Linked DNA regions of Mus musculus: all the other regions are linked to region 3. The links are chromatin contacts, called in public Hi-C and promoter capture Hi-C maps. All regions are on one chromosome and are shown on one strand. The core of a region is the stretch at or near the end of the contact, and the rest is flanking DNA. Distances in the headings are between cores, read along the strand shown. Region 1 overlaps Wdfy1 (WD repeat and FYVE domain containing 1). Region 2 holds the start of Serpine2 (serine (or cysteine) peptidase inhibitor, clade E, member 2). Region 3 holds the start of Acsl3 (acyl-CoA synthetase long-chain family member 3).

The links. A called contact is a pair of places that touch in the nucleus more often than the background predicts. Capture Hi-C pulls out chosen DNA fragments and counts their contacts.
Region 1: a Hi-C map of bone marrow-derived macrophages shows a contact between it and region 3, with 11 read pairs. The contact joins the enhancer-like site here to the promoter of Acsl3 in region 3. A contact is called at or near these places in 5 of 39 promoter capture datasets (the 3T3-L1 cell line, the C10 cell line, embryonic stem cells and 1 more), 1 of 484 Hi-C or Micro-C datasets (bone marrow-derived macrophages), 6 of 115 datasets of contacts at active chromatin or transcription factors (acute myeloid leukemia, embryonic forebrain, embryonic stem cells and 3 more) and 2 of 9 other capture datasets (adipose tissue and liver).
Region 2: a promoter capture Hi-C map of liver shows a contact between it and region 3, with 3 times the contacts expected there. The contact joins the promoter of Serpine2 here to the promoter of Acsl3 in region 3. A contact is called at or near these places in 3 of 39 promoter capture datasets (liver and pre-B cells), 2 of 115 datasets of contacts at active chromatin or transcription factors (acute myeloid leukemia and stem cell-derived neural progenitor cells) and 2 of 9 other capture datasets (adipose tissue and liver).

Annotation. Positions count from the first base shown.
Region 1 is chr1:79,709,354-79,713,716 of GRCm38.p6, forward strand. The region is part of intron 8 of Wdfy1 (WD repeat and FYVE domain containing 1); the gene reads right to left. Among named protein-coding and RNA genes, the nearest start is that of Ap1s3, 40 kb to the left of the region's middle. Within about 2 kb of position 2,053, at least 151 of the 459 cell types and tissues checked have an H3K27ac peak or open chromatin away from gene starts, as enhancers often do. A contact at or near this core is called in acute myeloid leukemia, bone marrow-derived macrophages, kidney and 1 more, where this site is marked.
Region 2 is chr1:79,856,245-79,861,073 of GRCm38.p6, forward strand. It overlaps Serpine2 (serine (or cysteine) peptidase inhibitor, clade E, member 2), which reads right to left and starts at 2,421. Exons shown (of 9, transcript NM_009255.4): 1 at 2,267-2,421.
Region 3 is chr1:78,655,067-78,659,372 of GRCm38.p6, forward strand. Acsl3 (acyl-CoA synthetase long-chain family member 3) reads left to right here and starts at 2,759. Exons shown (of 15, transcript NM_001033606.2): 1 at 2,759-3,037. Utp14b (UTP14B small subunit processome component) reads left to right here and starts at 2,759. Exons shown (of 3, transcript NM_001001981.3): 1 at 2,759-3,037.

The DNA.
Region 1 (4,363 bases), core at 803-3,302, 1.1 Mb after region 3:
TTCTGTTGTTGTTTTTATATGGTTGGTTGCTTTTAGGAGTCGGTCTCACTATATAGTCTGGCTGGCCTGAAACTTTTAGCAATGCTCCTGCCTCAGCTTCTTAAGTGCTACAGTTACAGATGTGCACTCCCATTCTCAACTCCCGCTGTCAACAGATTCCCAGACATCCGTGTGTGCTTCTAAGTGACTCAATTGGAATTCTCCATTACTTTCTCACAGTTAGAGTGGTTCTAATATCAGAACCACTCTGGTCAGATAAGTCCAGGTCAGATCCCAGGTGCCAACCCTAGCTTTCCCACGTCCCCCGTTTCCTCATCTGGTACAGTCCCTGTAAGGCTGTACAGCTAAGTGTTCTCAACAGTGCCTGATGTACAAAGGCGCTATGAATCCCAGCAGTACACAGTACTTGATGTGCTTAAATGCACCAAATCTGTGTAGCAAGCACAGGGATCCAGAACACCACCACTGCCACTGTTCAGGCAAAGGAACTGTGGCTTACAGCCTGGAGCAACTGTCCATAGTCAGACAGAAGCTGAAGACCACAGAAAATGAAAGAGGCTGGTCTATCTCTCCTGATAGTCCACCATGCTCCCCATAGCCTGTGAAAAAAGGGCTGTATTCCCCTTTATGACATGAGGTCTCAAAACTCGGGACTGGGAAGTGACAGCTGAGCTCTGGCTTCGGAAAACCATGGTTAAGAAGACAGCATATTACTCTGGTGATCTAGAGGGCAGAAGAGCACAAGGGAAGGGAAAAGTATGCTTTTAGTACATTGAGAGAGCAAACAGTAGTCAGTGCATAAATAGACATGTGTTTTGGAACAAACTTTAAAACAAGAAAATCTGTCATTTTATTTTGTTACTACTCAGAAGCGGGTGTTAAACTCTAGGTTAGCGCGAGCTCTGTGAGTGTTGTCTATGGAGAACAGAGGCTGTTTGCGCTGAGAAGAGCAGAGCAGAGCTGAGGACAAAGCTCAGCTGCTGACTGTTTGCCCCATGGAGGAAGCCCTGGGTTTGTTTGATCCCCAGAGCTGCAGAAGTCGAGGGTGGTGGCACATGCTTATATAGCTCCATCACTCAGGCAGTGAAGGCAAGGAAGATCAGGAGGCCAAAGCCCTGCTCAGGCCACAGACAGGGTCCCAGGCTGGTGTGGGTTACATGAGACGCTGCCCTCAGAAAGAGAGCAGCACAGTGAGGGGTGGTGAACCAGGGCCCGGCAGCTCCCACCAGGGAAATGCTCTACCACTCAGCGACATTCTCAGTCCAGAAAGGAGGATGTTAACGAAGCACTGACTTCTATCTCTTTTCTGCATCCTTTTCCATCTAATCTGAGTAGAGGGACTTATTAATAATCTCTCTTTATTACTGCCACTAACTGCTAACTCATCTACACTGTATTGATAGATAAGTACAGTATTCTACATTCTAAAGTCTGCTTGCTTAAATATTCTCCGTAACTATGGTTACTTGTTCATTCATACTTATTTCCCAAAAGGAACAGCCCTAATTATACTCTGTCAGGGAAGCAAATATGGTCTATTGTGGGAGGGAGTTCATAGCCACGGTGGGCTGGAAACAGTCCAGAGACACTCCAAGTGAGCAGTGTGGAGCTGGAGAACCGTGCTTTATCCTCTGGCCACTGGCTAAGGAAGACCCGGGTCCCACACAGGATCAGCCCTCACAGACAACAGACTATTCACCTTTGTATTACATTTCCCTAGCTAGGAAAAAATTAGTATCTACTAAAAATAATGCCTCTTTTGATAGAATTTTCCCCCTGCTCCATTAGAGAGATGACTAGCAGGAAGTCGTCTTTGCCCACAGGAAGCACCTTGACAGACAGGGCTGTATTTTTCTTTTCCCACACGCACAATTACAGTCCACCGTTATGTAATCTGAAGGAAGGACGATGCTCCCACTTTCTGACTGCATTTTCTAAAAGAGTGTACAAAGTACAACAAACGTGGGGTGAAGGCAGAGTAGTTAAACCCAAGAGACTCCCACAGCTGTGCCTGGCTATGCAGGAAGTGCACCCTCCCTCTCGCATCTCTGTTCTCTCAGAGGAAGGCAGGAAGGATGGACCCAAGAAACAGACGGCACACCAGCCATTCCTGGTGTGTAGAGCTGGAGGCTGGGGAAGACAGAACCCAGTCCTAGCAGGCATCCATCCGCAAGGAAAGCCCTAGCACGCGGCACTGCAGAGCCGGTACGAAGTATGTGGTGCAACACACACTCCAAGCCTTACCAAAAGAGTTTTAGAATATACAAAACCAGAAGTTCATCAGCAGCCATGCAACCGGAGTTTCCGGTTTGGCTTGCCACACAAAGCTGGCAGGAAACCTGGCACTTAGTAATACTTCTGACTTAGGCAGCACATTTTATCAGTTATAGAGCAGTCTGGTTTCTTTATGGGATGGCAAGTTTCTTGTAGGTAAGACCCAACATTTACCATGTGTTTTCCCCTAAGCTGTCAGACAGTGCGGCCACCCTGTACTTGCCTGCTAATGCTTCTGTAGTGAACCTGTCTTTACCACCCATCCATCGTCCTTCTTTAGATCCACTTCTGCTATCACCATTACGAGCCATCGATGTCACTGAGCAAAGTCAGACCTCACAGGTGCCAGCAGAGATGAGCAGGAGATCCTGCCTGGAAACCATCTGATGACAGCTATAAAAAGCCTAAGGATGTGCACACCCCTACACCAGATCTATTTTCAGAAATTTGCATGGGATGAATAATTGAAGAACCTCATGGTGACAAGGTCAAGCAGAGTCACTGTGGTGTCACTCAAATGAGCAGACGATCAGATTCTAAAGAAATGGAGGCACCTTAGACATCCTCTCAAACAATGATTTCACTTTATAGAAAAGGAAATAGATATTCAGAGATTAAAACACTTATCTAGACTTATCCACACTAGTTAGGGGCTCAAAGAAATCTAAAAACCAGATTGCCTTAAAGATAAATGTATCAGTTTGGACTTAGTGGAAGACAGCACAATGCAAAATAAAAGCAGAGAACTACTACATCCAATCCAGTAGTGACACGGGTGACAGGCCCCCAAAACCTGGACGCAGTCCCAAGGCGAAAAGTTCACGGAATCTTAGTCTCCTGGAACCTTGGCATTCCCAAAGCACGAGTGCTCCAAATTTGTTCCAGCGATAATATGGAGGGTCTTGCATGCTTTCTTATAGTATTTTACTGGATAAGAGTTAGAAATCTCAGGGTAAGCTACTCCCATATGCAAGAATTTACCGTTATCTAGGAAGAAGGAAGGTTGTGGTCTAGGGAGGAACCAGAGTAGATACTTAGAACTATAGATAGCTGAGTTACACCGATACACAGGAATTTACAATGGCCTATGGGGCATGGCCTATGGGGCAAGGTGGACTACACAATAGACTAGAATTGGAACAATGACAGGGCGTGAAGCCCTTGCCCCTGGCTTCTAAGATTAAGCTGACCTTCGGTGGGGCTGCTTTTGATCCCAGTTGTTAATAGTAATTTTTACCCCACTTGGTTCCTGTTAGCTTTTTGTATGCATTCCTCTGTTTTGTGTAAAAGTCACTGGTAAGACTGGTGCTCACTTTGAGAAAAATTACAGTGTGTTCCTATTTGTTTGTCACCCTTTGCGTCGCCAACTCCTTGCCCACCTGTAACGGAGATTTTCTCCTGAGGATTGAGGGGGCCTGACTGAGGCTGGTCCGCGGCAGAGAACAGAGGTGCATTTTCCCCAGGAAACTGCCTCGCTAGTATGCCCTGTGACATCCTTCTCAGGGCTTCCAAGCTGCAATGCTCTGGAGCAACCTGAATACTCAGGAAGGCCTCCAGGAGTCCGAATCCATGGATAAGCTAGAAGGCTGTTGATTGCAAAGAGTCCTCCAAGCTAATATTCAACCTGAATGCTGCCCATCTGTTCAGACTGTTCATCAATGCCAGAAACTCTCACCCAGGACAGAATACGGCACAGCAGAGAAGGCTGAGTCAGCAGAATGCTTCCTGTGAGCTCATATCTCAGGCGCTCACACAAACAGCCAGACATGGTGGCATAAGCCTGTGATCCCAGAGCTGGATTGCTGGAGACAGGTAAACCCATGGGGTTGCTGGCCAACCAGTCGAGTCAAATCAGTGAGCACTGGACTTGGTGTCTCAAACACCAAGATAGAGAGCAAGAGAAGAAGACACCCAGTTTTGACCACAGGCTTCACATGCACATGAAACCTGCACCCATGCATAGATACACAAATGCAATATATACACATCACATTTACATGTATGTGTACATACATGTATACACACAAGTAAAATAATTTAATTTTTAAAAGTTTAAAAGACAGGCTGAACTTTGTTAGGCAATAATCCA
Region 2 (4,829 bases), core at 1,171-3,670, 1.2 Mb after region 3:
AGCAATGCAAAATTACAGCTGAAACAGACGGGTTCCTGGTGAGAAAATGCATAGAAGGTACGGGAGAGGAGGAAGGTTTCCGAGCAGAGGGAGCTGGGATTCAGGATAGAGCTGCGAACATTAGTCACTGACACTAGGAGCCTTCTCTTTCATCTTCTGCAAGTTCCCAGTTCAACTTGATTATTTCCCAGCCTTTCTATACCACAGTATTTACCAGTGCTTTCCTGTCTGTTTTTCCACCATAAGAATGATAATCTCAGGAAGACAGGAGTTGCTATATTTAGCAAAGGTGAAAAGTCCACCCTCCACGACCCCCCACCCCCCAAAAAAAAAAAAAAAACCCTGAAGACACATACAGACCTGGGGAGATAGGTAAATATGGAAATGCTTATAGGGTGGCCCAGAGGTGATGCATGGAGTAAGTCTGGTGGTCTTTATTTTCTCAGAACCATAGGTTATTAGGTCACCTGTAGAGCCTGAAGCATGGAAGGCACCAGGAAAAAAAACCTTTGTATTGAAGACTACAATGGGAGAGCCTGTTTGCAGCCTGAGGGAGGGGAGGAGCCTAGAGTTTAAAGATAATGGTTGGTGTGTGTGTGTGTGTGTGTGTGTGTGTGTGTGTGTAGCCCTGGCTGATCTGGAGCCCACTATGTAGGTCAGCATCACAGCAATCCTTCTGTTCCAGTCTCCCACACGCTGGGATTTTTGAGCATCTATATCACTACATCCAGCAGATGCCAGAGTTTTTGACATTAGAAGCACAGCACCCCCAGTTGAGGGCAAGTCTTGAACATGTCCAGAGAACAACTGAGTAAGTGGAGTGTGAAAACCACTGGACCTGACGTGGTCACAGAATCGAGAGTCCCCGCAGCAATACCACCACAAGAGGGGGAAAAGGCCAAAGTTCCAAACCCTGTGGGAGAAGAACTGGCTAGAAGAGGGCAGCAACTCTTCCATCCTAACCCATCTCTGACCACTGTCAAGTCGCCTATGTGTGAGGCCGAAAATTAGCATCCTTTAGAGATTCGGCAATTTCTGTCTTACTGTGCTAATTTGTCAAGTTCATGGGAGAAAATTTCTGCCTAGATTCTTTCAAAGAAGAAGGAACGATGACATCGGCTCATGACCTTCAGGAGTCACCCTTAGCTGAACAAAAATTTCAAACACTACTCTGAAAAAAACAGCTAAAACTCCATTGTTGACGGTTCCATTATCTGTGGCGAAGCTCTTGAGATTTTTTTTTTTTTTTTTTTTTTTTTTGCTTAAATGTTGCCAACAGGGTATAATTATTGTTTTAGAACCACAGAAAGTGTTCAAAGCACCTTCAATTTTTAAGTGTGCTTCAGATACACAAATCGGTAATGCTGACATTTCTCCCATTATCTGTATTCCCATTCAGATACAAAATCTCCAAAGTACAAGATGATCAGATCAATTGTTCTAGAACAGTTCAGAAAAGTAAACTGCCTCCTGGCTTGAAAGAGAAAAGTTAAACCTTCAAACACCTTTTTATGTTCATGCTAAATATAAGAACGTTCCCAGCAAAGTAGTCAAAGCAAGATCCAGCGGCGTTTGGAGATTTCTCTGGAGAGACACGCGGAGATTCTGTTTTGTTCATTAAAACACTAAAAATCCTCAACAGCACCTTCCCTAATACCTGAAGGTGGAGTGCTGTCTTATGTAATAGCAGCTTTCCCTCTCTGCTCATCGTGGGGGCAAATTAAATACCTAATTCCTCCGAGGATTTCTGAGTACTTTCACCTTACCTGGAGTCACTCACCGGCCTCGCAATTCCCTGGTCCACAGATGATGAAAATAAATAAGAAATCGCAAAGAGCTGCTACTGTATCCTAGGGACAAGCCTGTTGCAAAGGCCAGTGTGAACTGAAGTCCTTCCCCAAACCGCTGCCCACCTCCACACTGCACAGGCAAAGGTTACAAGTGAGAGCCGGTCGCCCGGGACAGGGACCCGCGCACGGGAAAAGTGTGGGGTCGGTGCTACCCGTGAGTGCCCAGTCGCCTCGGGTTCAGGGTCACGGTTTGCAGTCCTGCTGGACCCACCCCGAGCTCGGCGAGCGTTCCGTCAGCCTCCGGCACACCTGGACGCCCAAACCCTCGGGGACAGGGACGCGGGAGCCAGGAGCGCTCGCAGCGGGGCCCGAGGCGGTTCGAGAAAGTTCCCGCCCCAGCAACCGGTCGCGGTGCTGCCCCGGGGACAGTCCCCGGCTCCCCTCCGAGCAGCGGGAACCCCGCAGCTGCTACTCACCCGTCCTCGCTTGGATCCCCAGGTGGCGGCCGAAACCGGGAGGGAGATCGGCGCTGCGCGGCGGTGGGGGACAGGCGGCGGTGACGGTGACGCGTGCAGCCCGCACTCCCGTGCAACCACTGCACTAGCCGGCCGGGCCGCGCGGGGGCTTTATCGCCGCCGCCGCCCCCGCCCCTTCCTGCCTCCCCCGCCCCCCGGCCCGCCCCGCCCCGCCTTCCCGCCGCCGCCTTTGTGTGGCAGCCGGCCGCAACGTCTCTGCACCGCAGGGGACTTTAGGACGCCCCCCTGCCCGACCCGCGGTCGCCAGATGCCGCCCTCTCGCGGGGGTTGGGGGGTTCGGGTCCCCAGAAAGCTCCGGCCAGACGCGCCGGGCTCGAGGTGCGGCGCCAACCCCCGGTCGAGCTGCACGTGGATCGTCCGGATGAGCCTGTGGGGAGTGGAGAGGAGTGGGCGACACAGAAGCCAGTGGTGTGCCCCTGAGACGCAAGACGCGTCGTCTGGGGGTGTTGGGGGGGGGGTGACAGTGTGCAATCCTGCAGGTGATGGAAATAACGGAGCTAGGACGTGGAGGTCTAGAACAGGTCCTCCAGGTGCCCCAGAGTCAACTTATCCCTGCTTAGTGGATGAGCTGGCTGTGGGATTCCTAGGCACATGACAAGCAAGGACATGCAGAAAACTGACCCCTTGCTTGTGGTGATAGCATGAAGTACTCTCAGAGCTCCGAAGATCCAGGTGTTTTGAACCTACACCTTCAGCCCCTGAGACCTTATCAGACCCAAGGCCAGCAACAGATGGCTGTTATGTCCCATGGTCTGTTACCTGAGTGTCCCTTTCTGCATTCTTCAGTCCTCTGCTCAGGTTAGGTTTGTAGGGACTTTCATGGTAGTCTCTGTTGCCTTTGGTGCAACGCCCTCCCTATCAGGCCCCATGTTTGGCCCCAATGAAGAAAAAACAGCCGTAAATCTCTTTAGGGCTGTGAAATAAACTGCACCTAGTGCTAGAGCAACTCAGATCTCTGAGCAACCACACTGACACAGCTGTGTCCATGACAGACACTCCCCCACCCGTGTGTGTGAGTGTGTGTGTGTGTGTGTGTGTGTGACTTGAAAAACTGAGAGCAGCTTTCCAGATGAAGGCATTAGGGACTGAGGGTGTGGCTAGGTGGTAGGGTGCTTGCCTCAGATGCACAAGGCACTGGATTAGGGTGCAGTGCTACAGATAGGAGGGGAAGCAGATAAGAAACTACTAGAGCAGTGGTTCTCAACCTTCCTAATGGTGCAGCCCTTTAATAGGTATGGTTCCTCATGTTGTGGTGCGCCCCCCCCCCCCCATAGCACTATTATTTTCCTTCTTACTTCATAACTGTGACTTTGCTACTGTTATGAGTTGTCATATAAATATCAGTGTTTCCGGATGATCTCTGTGAAAAGGTCATTTGACCCCTCAAGGGGTCATGACTCACAGACTGAGAATCACTATACTAGAGAGCCAAGTTTGAAGTGTGAGTGAAGGCAGATGCACAGAGCTTGCTGGTTTCTCTGCATCTGCTTCTATCTCACCATCTTCATGCTGACACTGCTGATTGAGACAGTTGTAGGCACTCGACTGAGACCCCCATATACTTTGTCCAGTTCTTTCTCAGGGCTGACATTTTGCAAAGCGATTTCCTAATGTCACATGGACTGCGTGGTTTGTATCTCAAACACTATTTGCCGTTCCAAATGTTCAGGAAAGTCAACTGGTTTTGGGAGAAATGGACAAACAGCGAAGGATTTGAGTGTCTTGTAATGCAGGTCATGAACCCCCCCCCCCTTTTTTTCCCAGTTAGAGTATAAATAGGATTTAGTCCAGAAATTCTCAGCCTGGGGTCATGACCCCTTTGGAGGTCAATGACTCTTTCATAGGGGTCACATATCAGATATCCTGCCTATCAGATATTTACATTTTTGATTCATAACTGTTGCCAAGTTACAGTTATGGAGTAACAAGGAAAATAATTGTCTGGTTGGAGATCACCACAACCCGAGGAGCTGTATTAAAGGGTTGTGACATTCCGAAGGCTGAGAGCCACTGGTCTGGACTCTGTCAGATACACCCACCACTCGGGAGTCTTTACAATTTGCTGCTTTCGTTTACAACCTCACGACTGACCTGCCCTTCCCTCGTCTCCCCAGCAGTGTGGAAGGAATGGTTTTTTTGAGCAATGCTGTACTTGACTTCTCAGTTCTGAAATCAGGCAGGATACAGTGTCAACTAATAGACTGAAATAAATCCAGCCACGAATGTTCTTTCTCTCTCTTTGGCCACTGGATGGGACGGATTGTGAACTTCCCCCCAGAGGAAAGGAGTCTAAACAAAGCCTCATTCTGCCAGCGGGATCTGCTAGGAATACCAACGACACTTGTGACTGAGTGTGCGTGGTGGCTGCCTTTGGTCCACCTTCCTCATGCCCACAAGGCAGGACAGTGGCAAAATCCAGGGTACACTTGACACGCCATTCACACCACCAGGCACTTGGCTATCCATCATCGGTACACAGGTGGACCCAGAGAAGGTGTGTGCC
Region 3 (4,306 bases), core at 1,509-4,008:
ACCGGAAATGAAACAAAAACATTCCTGTTAAAACTCTAAATATCAGCTGGTTCTGTTGTCTTATCGTAATGGGAAATGTAGTTTTTGTGATATAGTTACAGTCTCTTTCTATGCCCCTTCACAGGAAATAGACCATTACATGTTTATGTCAATTATAGACAATTCCCCTTACTGTTGCAGTAAGTTGGAAACACACCAAAAGGGCACAAGGGACTGCCTACTCCTGTTCATGATTTCATGTGGTTGACCCTTAATAGTCTCTGACTTGAAGTTTTACAAAAAAGAAGGGAAATGTAATCAAAATTCAATACCCCTCAAAACTCTGAACACATACTGAATCCTTTCTAAGAGAAAAGCAAATGTGCTTTGCCTTGCCTTGCCTTGCCTTTCCTTTCCTTTCCTTTCCTTTCCTTTCCTTTCCTTTCCTTTCCTTTCCTTTCCTTTCCTTTCCTTGTCTTGGTTGGTTATTCTGAGACAGAGTTTCACTCTGGAGTTTAAGCTGGCCTGCAACTCACTGCGTAACCCAAGCTAGGGCCAGTGTCACAGCAGCAGCCCTCCAGCCGCAACATCTCTAGTGCTGGGATCACTGTGCCCAGATGTGTTTTTGCTTTTTCTTTTTATTATATTTATTTTGTGCATGTGTACTTGTATCCCATGGTGAACTCAGGTCATCAAGCTTCGCACTAAGCACCTATAATCCTCTGAGTCACCTTGCCAGTCTCTCTCTCTCTCTCTCTCTCTCTCTCTCTCTCTCTCTCTCTCTCAACAAAACACCATCTTCTGCTTCTGGCAGGCCTAGACCTTACTAAATAGGCTAGGCATGCCTCAAATTTAGAGATCTATCTGCCTCTGCCTTCCAAGTACTAAGATTAAAGTTGTGAGTCATCACACCCTGTTGTTTCAAAACAACAACGACAATAAATAAACCTAGGTGAGGTTGGAAGATTGTCTGGAGTTTAAGGTTAGCCTGTGGGCTTAGTGTAAGCACGAGTTTCCAGGTGTAAACAAAGCCTAAAGAGGTGTATCACACCTGTAATCCTAGAATCACTGTGAATTCTAGGCCACCCTGATCTACATAGTAAAATCCAGGCCTGTCTGAGCTACATGAGATCTTGGCTCCCACTCTCCCACAAAGAACTAAACAACCATACAAAGAAGCCTAGTGAACAGAAGCACAATAATTTCTGTTTAACTAGTATTAAACAGCAGACAATATTCCAATTCAGTATTTGAATCTCAAGAGTATTTTCTGTTAAATGTAAATACATGCCCATAAAATATTGTTTAGCCTATAAAGAGATAACGAAGAAAGATGTCCCTGGAATTCTACACATGTGTTTTATGTTTGTTAACTGGGGAGGAAGGTTCACTATTAGTTTTGCTGTCTTGAAGTTGCTTAGTTTTTCTCAAGGTTTGCAGTTCTGAATGACCACTTCTGAGGTACACATCTTCATCCCTCTGTAGACTGGAAATTCTGCATTCCTTTTATTGGCAGGGTTTCCTTGGGAAATGTGAAATTCCTAGTAGGAGCAGGCTGCTTGAGTCAAACACTATCTGTTCTTTCAGGCAATTAGACTGGCTAGGGGCCCAAGGTGAGTGAGTGAGCTGGCTTTGTAGAGTGTATCATGGCTCCACCTAGCTCAAGTCCTGGCAGCCTCCTCGGAGTTTTTAAGATTGTCCTGGGAAGTGAGCCTCTTTCTGCCTTAGCTTGAGGCTAGCACAGCAACTCGACCTTTCACCTACTTAAAGAAAAGTTCACAGACCAACTAAATAATAGGTTAGGTTAAGAAAAAACAACTCTGCTACGAACAGTCTCTTTCTAATATTACACTCCAGTGGCTGATTTAGTCATTTGTGTTTTGCTGGGTGAATGTTTTGAGTGGGGGGAGGCAGTTGTAAAATAAATGCCTATATCCTGATGTAGTGTCCAAGAGGATCTATACAATGGCAAACTAAACAACACACACAGTCATAAAGATTCATAAAGCTTTTTTTTTTTTTTTTTTTCCGAGACAGGGTTTCTCTGTATATCCCTGGCTGTCCTGGAACTCACTTTGTAGACCAGGCTGGCCTCGAACTCAGAAATCCGCCTGCCTCTGCCTCCTGAGTGCTGGGATTAGAGGTGTGCGCCACCACGCCCGGCTGATAAAAGATTATTTTTGAGTAAAGTTTCATCCTTTGCAAACATGAAATGTGGGTATGCGAAGATTTACGAGTAAACGGGATACACGCTGCATTAAACGAAGCCCATGCAAGAGAAATAATACAGGGCATGCTTTGAGCTTTCCCCTTCACAAGCATTTTCAAACGTCATTTTTTTTTTTTTCTCTTTGCAAGATTTGCTAGAAATCCGTGTTCAAACTAGGATAACGAACCCAGTCCTGAGAAGAATGGGGAAAAAAAAAAACAAGCAGGTTATTTCTTCGTTTATATTGAGATTTATGCATCGCAGCAGTGAAGGCGGGTTTTGCAGTTCTCAGCGGGGGCACCCTGGACGCCTCAGGTCTTCCCGCCCTGCGCCCCCTGCCCAGCTCCCCTCTGCAGCTGCTGTAGCTGCGGGTCCGTCCCGCCGCTCCCCTCCCCAAGGGCTCAATCCCCGCCCTGCGAGGGCCCCAGTCGGGTCCAGCCGTCGGCGGCTCCGCAGAATGACCCATAGTAACCTCGCCCCGCCCCTGCCGCCAGCACCGCGCTCCCCAGGCCGGCATTTGATAGGCCGAGCCCCGCACGCGCCACCGCCCGCGGGCCAATGGGCGGCGGTCTCTTTGCATATGCAACGAGCGCCAGCCCGGGGTGCGCGTCCAGGACTGCGGCTCAACAGACGCTGCTCAGCCGGCGCCCGGGAAACGTCGCTGCGGTTGTGGCCGCGGTCGCGGGCTCGGACGAGGAGGCGGCGGCAGAGCGGGAGGCTGAGCCGGCAGCAGGCGGTCGTCCCCGTCTCGCAGGGCGGCCCCAGCAGCTGCGTCAGGGTCCTGAGGAGGTGGCGCTGGGCAGGAGCCGCTCTGAGGAGCAGCCAGGCCTGCGTGGGTCGGAGCCCGCGGTGAGTGCGCGCAGCGCCCGTTGTGAGGCGATGAGGGTCGCGGGATGGCGGCCAGGCCTCCCTCCTCCCACTCGGCGAGCGTGCATGCCGCTCGCCGGTGCCTGAGGGGACTCCTGGGCCGCGGGGTGCTGGGCCGTGGCGAGGGTCGGGGAAACGGGGGTTGGTGGAGGGTGAGTGGCGAGTAGGGCGTCCTCGCGGATTCGGGGAAACCGCCGGCGTGGAGCTGCGGGCGCGGGAGGAAGGATGCACCGCGGCCTCCTCCGCGGGCGCGGGCACGTGGGTGGGGTCGTCCCGCTCCACGCGGCCGCGCGGCGTCCGTGGGAGGTACCAGCGCCCAGAGGGTCCCTGAAAACTGCGGGTGTGGGACAGGAAATGCGGGTGCGGGCGGTGGGAATGGCGTGGGGAACCTCTGGTGTCTCCTCCTAAGTGCGTTTTAGTCTCGGACGAGTCAGTCATGAGATGCATACATAGGCAGCCCCGGGGGTCACTTGTGATCCCCGTGATGGGATTTCACAGATGAAGATCCAACTGTATGGTCCGTTCTGGTTCTAGAACAGGTATTCCGATCACTTGTACATAGAGCCCCTCAACTTAGAAAGGGCAGGACAGTTTTTGGGAATCCAGTGGAAACTAGAGAGGGGGGATTGATAACTGCCTAGAATGACAGAGCTGGCATTTACTGAGCTTTTTTTAAAGGCCACACACCAAGAACTTTGTGCATGGCTATGTTTACATTGTTAGTCCACCGGGACGGTCGCACATTCTCAGTTTTACAGCGAGAGAGCCTGCACTGTGGACACGTTAACTTAGCCCAGATCTGAGCTACTAGGAGAAGCTTGAGCCCCAGGAGGGCCTGTCTGAATCTAGAACAAATCTCTGATGGCTTTAGTAGCAACAGCCCTCTGTTGGTGTTTGAATGGTTTCCGTGGCTTTGGGTTTCTAGGTTCTTTTGGGTCTTAGGGGTTCTGCAGAGCTGTAGTTTGGTGTTTTTGTTTTTCCTGTTTGTTTTAGGCTGTTTTGTATGCGCACTTTGGCTCTGAGTGTTGTTGAAGGGTGCTGCTGAGTTGCCCCTAGAAGTGCATGCAAAGCTTATTACAGAGAGGGAAGTGTTGGGACTTGAGAGTGCGTTTTCTGGTGTCTCCCTGAGCACCCCTCACATGTAGAGTTGAAGGCTGATTGTATTTTCTAACTTAGGCTCTGATTCTTCTGTCATAAAGTGCCTTGACTCCAGTGTGGCCACAGGAGAGGGTCACCTGGTATCTTTGGAGT